Regions from separate parts of the Mus musculus genome. Here region 1 is linked to region 2. Evidence: chromatin contacts called from public HiChIP or PLAC-seq data. All regions are on one chromosome and are shown on one strand. The core of a region is the stretch at or near the end of the contact, and the rest is flanking DNA. Distances in the headings are between cores, read along the strand shown. Region 1 holds the start of Trdn (triadin). Region 2 overlaps Nkain2 (Na+/K+ transporting ATPase interacting 2).

What was found. HiChIP or PLAC-seq counts read pairs in DNA pulled down with a chosen protein or histone mark.
Region 1: an H3K27ac HiChIP or PLAC-seq map of embryonic stem cells shows a contact between it and region 2, with 5 read pairs. The contact joins the promoter of Trdn here to the enhancer-like site in region 2. A contact is called at or near these places in 5 of 39 promoter capture datasets (3T3-L1-derived adipocytes, embryonic stem cells, liver and 1 more), 1 of 115 datasets of contacts at active chromatin or transcription factors (embryonic stem cells) and 1 of 9 other capture datasets (liver).

The regions. Positions count from the first base shown.
Region 1 is chr10:33,081,655-33,085,319 of GRCm38.p6, forward strand. Trdn (triadin) reads left to right here and starts at 1,829. Exons shown (of 38, transcript NM_029726.2): 1 at 1,829-2,091. The coding sequence starts at 2,070.
Region 2 is chr10:32,639,078-32,642,547 of GRCm38.p6, forward strand. The region is part of intron 1 of Nkain2 (Na+/K+ transporting ATPase interacting 2); the gene reads right to left. Among named protein-coding and RNA genes, the nearest start is that of Nkain2, 250 kb to the right of the region's middle. Within about 2 kb of position 1,329, at least 5 of the 459 cell types and tissues checked have an H3K27ac peak or open chromatin away from gene starts, as enhancers often do. A contact at or near this core is called in embryonic stem cells, where this site is marked.

The DNA of each region.
Region 1 (3,665 bases), core at 579-3,078, 440 kb after region 2:
CTTTAATTGAGGGCTTGCTTATGGTTCTAAGGAATGAATAGAGTCTATGACTATCATGGTGGGGAACAGTGAGTAGATTAGTGTTTTGTGAGATCAGTAGCTGAGGAATTAGCTATTGAGATTACACCATGTGGCAGAAAGAGAGAGGGAAAAAGAGCTATCTGGGAACAGGTGGTCTTTTGAGAGCCTGTCCATGGTGACATGCCTCCTCCCACAAGGCCACACATTCAAATACATCCCAAATAGTTCCATCAACTAGGAGCAAAGCATTCAAATACATAGCCTTTGGGAGCTATTGTTATCAAATAACCACAGGAGAGAACCACAGTGAGGTGAACTCTGCTTTCAGGGAACACTTCTAGATTAACCCAGTATTCCAAAGGCATCATTTTGCCTTTTGGATGGTCTTTATTTGCAGTGATTCCTTTAATTTGGAATCAGTACTGCCTGCAAGAGGACATTAGCTCTCAGGTAATGTATGAGCACTGTAATCAATGTTAATCATCTCAGTCCAGTCCCAGCTGCTAGTTGTGGGCTCTGTATAACATTAAGAGTCTACCTGGAATCTTTTCCTCCCGTCTGAACTAAGAGTTCTGACTTGTTTATTCAGCTGATTTCTATGCAATTTCTGTTGTGCCATGAAATTGAGGCAGCCAATGAAGACAGCTGGTGACATGTAGGATGTCATTGTCTATGCAAATAGCTGTCACATCATTCTTCTGAGCCTCATTTTAAAACAGAAGATAGAGCTGTGCTTTGTAAACTAAGAATTGCCTACAGATTCAAGAGATTCTGTCAGCCAATGGCAGTGAGTTAAGGCAAAGAGACAAAACTGCAAGCTTTTATTAAGTTGAATGTGAGATGAAAATAAAAGATAAGGAAAGCCAGCCCTTGATAATTCTCAGATTGGTTAAAGTTTATGATCATCAATGCCCTTTGATTCTCCTTCCCCTTCCAACCACCAACTACTGAATATTTCTCTTCTCATTAACACCTGTCTAGAAGTGGGAAGGTGAAATGCTAATCAGGCAATTTAGCTAATTGTTAGCTGCTGCTAGGATTTTTTTTTCTTCCTTTCTTTCAAGTTCGGAAAGGGAAATGGTGAAATCCATTTCTAAAATGTGAACAGTGGATTTCTAAACTTTATTTCACCTTCTCTTTCTTTCACTGCTGAAATGAATTCAGATATTTTGTTTTTAATAAGGTGTTGGAATAAAACCCTGAGACGGCATACTTCTCAGAGATTGATTTTTATTGTCACATTACATGCTTCTTATTGACTAATATTTAAAAATATTAATTTTTTACAACATGACTAGCTTAAAAGAATGGCCAGGAGTTACAAATTTCAGTTCTGAGTGTAGCCCTATATAAGTGCACTTGACTAGAGGATTTGGGACAACAACAAACCAACACAGAAAAATTACTAACAACTGCCCTCCCCTCTGCCTGTGGTAGACATTACATGATCCTCCCCTAGCCAAATAAGGGAGAGAGGAATGTTCTGAGTATTAGAGGCACTAAGAATAAATCTGAGCTATCTAGGGTAAGATTACTTTCAACTCTTTATTTTATGTTTTCTGACACCAATCCCCAATCTGTAATTATATCAGAGACACTGCGGGGGCTTAGACAGCACTTTCTAGATACTCTGGCTTTGTTTTCCTCTTTTATTTATTTGCTTTTATTTATTTACTTACTTATATTTGCCTGTATCTTTAGGGCTTGAGAGTTGGTGTGTGTGTGTGTGTGTGTGTGTGTGTTCCTCCAGAGTGCCAAAAAAAAAAAAAAAAGTGCTGAAGAGTCCAAGGCAGATGAGGCTATTTTTGTTTGAAGCTGATACTTTTAGCTGAGCCACAAGTACTGCTTGGAAAGGGCTTAGGTTGTTTCCAGGGGGAGAACTCTGCAGAGAAGAGGCAAAGTTCAACAAGACAACAAAAATCAGCCAGAAAATCCAGGAAAAGGAAGAGCCCTTGTCATACCCCTCTACCAGAGTTCTCTAATCCTACCTTATTCTGCAAAGTGCCACTTGACTGGAACTCTTCACCTGCTTGATTTCTGCACCCACCATGACTGAGATCACTGCTGAAGGTACTGTTGCCTGGGGACATTATGTAAATCAACAGCCTCAGGGACGCTATAGGCTTCAGCTGGCTTCTAGTTAATTAGTTCTGTGAGTCTACACAGGATCTGCAAAATGAAATTGGAAGCTGAGCGGTTGCCAGATTTGTGTGTTTGAGGGAGCAAGGGGAGATTTATCGGGAATTTTACGTGTGGAAAGTATTTTCTGCTATGCTAGAGGCCCCACTACCCTCTCCGTTATCACCTCACCTCTATAAATAGCTGAGGACATGGTGGCAAAAAATTTAAGACAAAAATTATAAGACATGTGAGGATGGAGATGGAAAAAAATCAGAATATTATGTGTGATGTGTCAGTTTAGAAATATGATCTGGAGCATCTTTTCTTTATAGTATTTAAAATTTGAATTCTTAAATGTCTTCTCTTTCCAGCTAGGGTGCACAGCTTGCTTATATGCATCGCAGATAGAAGTGCCCTGAAGAATCATAGTCATTTTACCATTGACAAATGCTCAAAGACAAAGTTAGAAATTTCAGAAAGTCAGAGAAGTCTAACTTTTAAAAATAAAGCATTTAACTCTTAGAAATCTAGTTATTTTGTAAACTCATTTCTTGTTTCTCTATAAGTAGTGTGTTTTATATTTATATTAACATATTTTCTATTTATACACTTATAATAAATCTACAAACACTCACACCCGTCTTACTAATGAAGTAATTCTTTAAAAATAATACAGTCTGGCTTTAGTTGAGGTAAAACTATGGAAGATACGCTTAACATTCTCTCTGACAGCAATAAGTACATAAGGCAGGTGGTACTTTTGACAGTTTCCAAGTTAAATGTCATTTTGTTTTTAACGAGACTGTAAAATAGAAATCTATTTGTTTTATCTTTTGTGTGGGTAGAAATCTATGTAAAGAAAATAATTTTCCCTGAAGATTTAGGCAATATCTGTGAGGAAAAAAAATGCCTTGCTTGTATTAGTTACAGAGATAGCCTGTCACCACAAATTAATAACAATATTACTGAGAGATTTCCATTTATTAGGTATTTTGTTTAGAAACTTATGCACATTTCGTTTGTGAGACCTCACACCATTCCACTAAGTAGCAATTTGATGTCTATTTCACACACAAAAAACCCTGTTACTCAGATATTCCATGACTTCCCATTACCAAATTGTAGTCAAGATTGGGTATCAGCTCCTTGAAGCCAGCCTGTGTTTTCTCTTTTCCATTAGAGGATATAAAATTTACTGTTTGCCAGTTTTAGTTCAGAATTTGCTAACTGAATGTAAATAATATTATAATTTTTTTTTCTATACTTTGGACATTCTGTGTCATGTCGCCCTTATGTTGGCCTTGAAAAGATCTGTCTATAAAAGTGTTCTGCTTATTCCTGTACAAGGTATTAAGAAACCTCTGGGCATTCCTGTCAGCCTGTGCTTGGAACCTAGGCTGCCACTAATTTCAGACATTGCTGGCCAATCGTGCTCCTTGATTACAGTGCATGTCCTACATGCATTTGCACTTGATCCATAGCACGTTTTATTAAAGGACTGTTGTTTTGAAATAGAATTATTT
Region 2 (3,470 bases), core at 79-2,578:
ATACAAATTTAAAACCTCAGTTGTGGGAAGGCTTTCCTACAGAAGCATACTCTAGAATACATTTAGAAAATACATTTATAACGGCTCTGCCTACAGAGAAGTATATGTAATTAAACTAGAAAATATGTTCCACTCCAATAATGTTACTATTAGAAATTCTGGACCAGCCATTAGAATATGAAAAGCAGCAGTTAGACTCATTTTTGTAGGAGGGCTATACATTTGGTCTCATCATCTCTGTTACTATGACAACCTGCCAGCCTTCATGACCCCACTGAATTGCCAACAATGTCTCAGAATAGTCTGTTAATAATTCAAAGGCCTTTCTTTCCTTTGGTCAGATGTTGTTCTCTTAGTGAGCACAGAGGTTACTTATCAGCAATCTGCTCATCAGTTCCTCCCTTTCCATGCTCCAGTTATGTTTTAACCTTTGTTAACCAATTCTTAGAATTTTCTGATTTGGATACTTCTTAAAAGAGCACATTTTTATAATGGTGAGATACAGTTGAAGTCCAAGAGCTCTAAGCAGTCACTTAAAGCAATCTACTAAACTACTTAAATATTCGTTTAGTTTTTTTTTTAAAGTCCCTAAATATGGTAACTGATAAGAGGTGAGCAAAATTATAGAAATACAGATAATAGGTATTTATATTTTAATAATCATTCAAGATAGTTTAAGGCTTCAGTGAAGCACATTTAACTCTACATAAAGGATACAGACTATTTTACAGAGTTGAGTTGCATGTTCTGCAATATATGTATTACATGAAAATCTTAATTTCTACTACTTAGCTAGCAAAGAAGCATATATATGTAATATCTCCTTAATAAGCCTTTCTCATGAATAAAGGTGAGAGTTCTATGGGATGCAGGAGTATGTATATCACTGCTAGACTGCACACAGTTGCTGCATAAAATGTTTAGTTTAGATACCTTTGATTCCTTTGAAGTGTTTTTGAACTTGTTTTTCATAAAAATAAAGCAACCTTGTCTCCATGAATGTAAAAAAAAAAAAATTCTTCTCAATTAATAGAACCAGATAACAAGGTTTTCCTGTATTCTTGTGTCTAATTGTTTCAGTAATTTTTGATACTTTTATTTTATCTTTTATTTTGATAATTTTATTTTATATTATATATATTTTTTGTGTGCATCATTTGCCTTTGCATTCTTTGTACCATTACTAACACAGAGATACCTGCTCGCTTTTCTTTGACTCAGCATTTTATAAGACAGGCAGGAAAGCCAACAATAAGTAAAGTACTTTGCATCACTGTGAGCCTGTGGGCCCGGGGCTGCTAACCAATGCTACTTCACTGATTTCTTTTCCTAAAGAGGAAAGTCACAGGTAAATTATCATATGTAAAAATCCTGCAAGAGCCAAAACCCACATCCTGAAATAAAGCAATGCGGTACTATTGATCTGTAAACTTCTGCATTTTAAATAATAACAGAACAGTACAAGACCAGTCAGATGTAAATTTCAGGGGAAAATCCTGCCTCTAAATGTTCTATTTTAAGTATCTGTCTTTTAAAGAGGAAAATTACCAGGTTAAAATGTATTCTTTTCTTTCTTTTCTTTTTTTTTATATTTTTTATTAGGTATTTTCCTCATTTACATTTCCAATGCTATCCCAAAAGTCCCCCATACCCTCCTGCTCCCCCCACCTTCCCACTCCCCCTTTTTGGCCCTGGCATTCCCCTGTACTGGGGCATATAAAGTTTACGTGTCCAATGGGCCTCTCTTTCCATTGATGGCCAACTAGGCCATCTTTTGATACATATGCAGCTAGAGTCAAGAGATCCGGGGTACTGGTTAGTTCATATTGTTGTTCCACCTATAGGGTTGCAGATCCCTTTAGCTCCTTGGGTACTTTCTCTAGCTCCTCCATTGGGAGCCCTGTGATCCATCCAATAGCTGACCATGAGCAACCACTTCTGTGTTTGCTAGGCCCTGGCATAGTCTCACAAGAGACAGCTACATTCTTTTAGGCCAAGAAGTTTGGATGGCCTGGGAATGGGAAGGGGCTGATCTTACTTATGTAACTGGGTTTTGTTTGTTTGTGTTTTTTTATATACACACCTGCATATGTGATGTAATGTCAGAATTTTTCTAGAGTTCGAGGGATATTTACTGTGACAATACTTTATCCTAAGACATACCTAAGTTTCTTCTTGCATATCTCAGATTATCAACACTTACTGGATGTATTAACTGTATCAAGAAGTAGTAATTATGTCAAACTCTTCATTTCAGCTATAGAGAGAAGAGGGGAGGAGTAAAAGGGTGCTAATGACTTGGACAAAGGAACTATACCAACAAAGGACCTTGGTATAAAACTAAAAGTTACTTCCCCCTATTTTAGATCTTCTACATAAAAAGCTATGAAACACTCTAGCCTAGAAGTAGGTTATAATTTAAGATTACTTGAACAATGCAATTAAAACTATGTATTCTGTAGAAATAACTGAGTTGAAATTTGAATTTCCTTCTTTTCTCCATTTATTTGACTGTTGTCTAAAGGGAATGTATATCCTTTAAAAAGTACATTATGATCTAAAACATGCCTTCCTTAAAATTGGTACTTTAGGTTCAAAATAGTAAATGAGACTAAATATACAGCATATCAATTTATACTTATATATGTATATCTCAGATAATTTATCAGGTATTAATTTTGCTTATTTTCCTCTACTTAATTTTATTTTAAACATGTATACTACAGTATGTGAAGACCTATATAGTACTGACTTACCAGTGTTTAGCAGATATGCTGACCTATAATTTACTGTCCAGATATGTTAATTTTTATAGCACCTTTTTTTGAAGCCATTCAATAATTGTAAAACCCAAGAGACCTTGGTGTATAAACTACATCCAGTAAGCTTTCTAACAGGAGACATAACAAGTTTGATGCAATGTACATGTTAATATTTGACCTTCCCAAGTGAGAAAAATACAGTGTAGAGATGAAAACAAAAATGACAAAGCTAAATTTCAAAAAATGAGAATCTATTTTCTCATGTATATATCTGAACATTTAAAATCTTGTTTATTTTGTCATGAAAATGTTAAGTTCAGGACACCTTGAGTTCATTGAGAAATAAACCATTCTTCCTTTTTCAAACAAGGTATTGCTGTTTCCCTGTTTTACACTGCATAATATGAAGTATGTTGTAGATGCTTCATAGTTGTTAAGATTCTGTTGCTCACTCTACAGCATCTCAAATGTCAAGCAAAAACTGTCATCTCAGTTCTTTTCTTCCCTTAGTCCATCTGGCATGCCACGTGTAGAAGTTGTATCTAAGTTCCAGAGAAAATATTGATTAGTTTCTTCATAAAGCTTTTCTTCAATTTCCTCAACTATTTGGCTTCACTACATCAAGCTTTTCAATATAAAACAAACAAACAAAAATGCCACATGCGCGTACACATATCCTTTTGAGAAACACATTGCTAAGCAAAATAT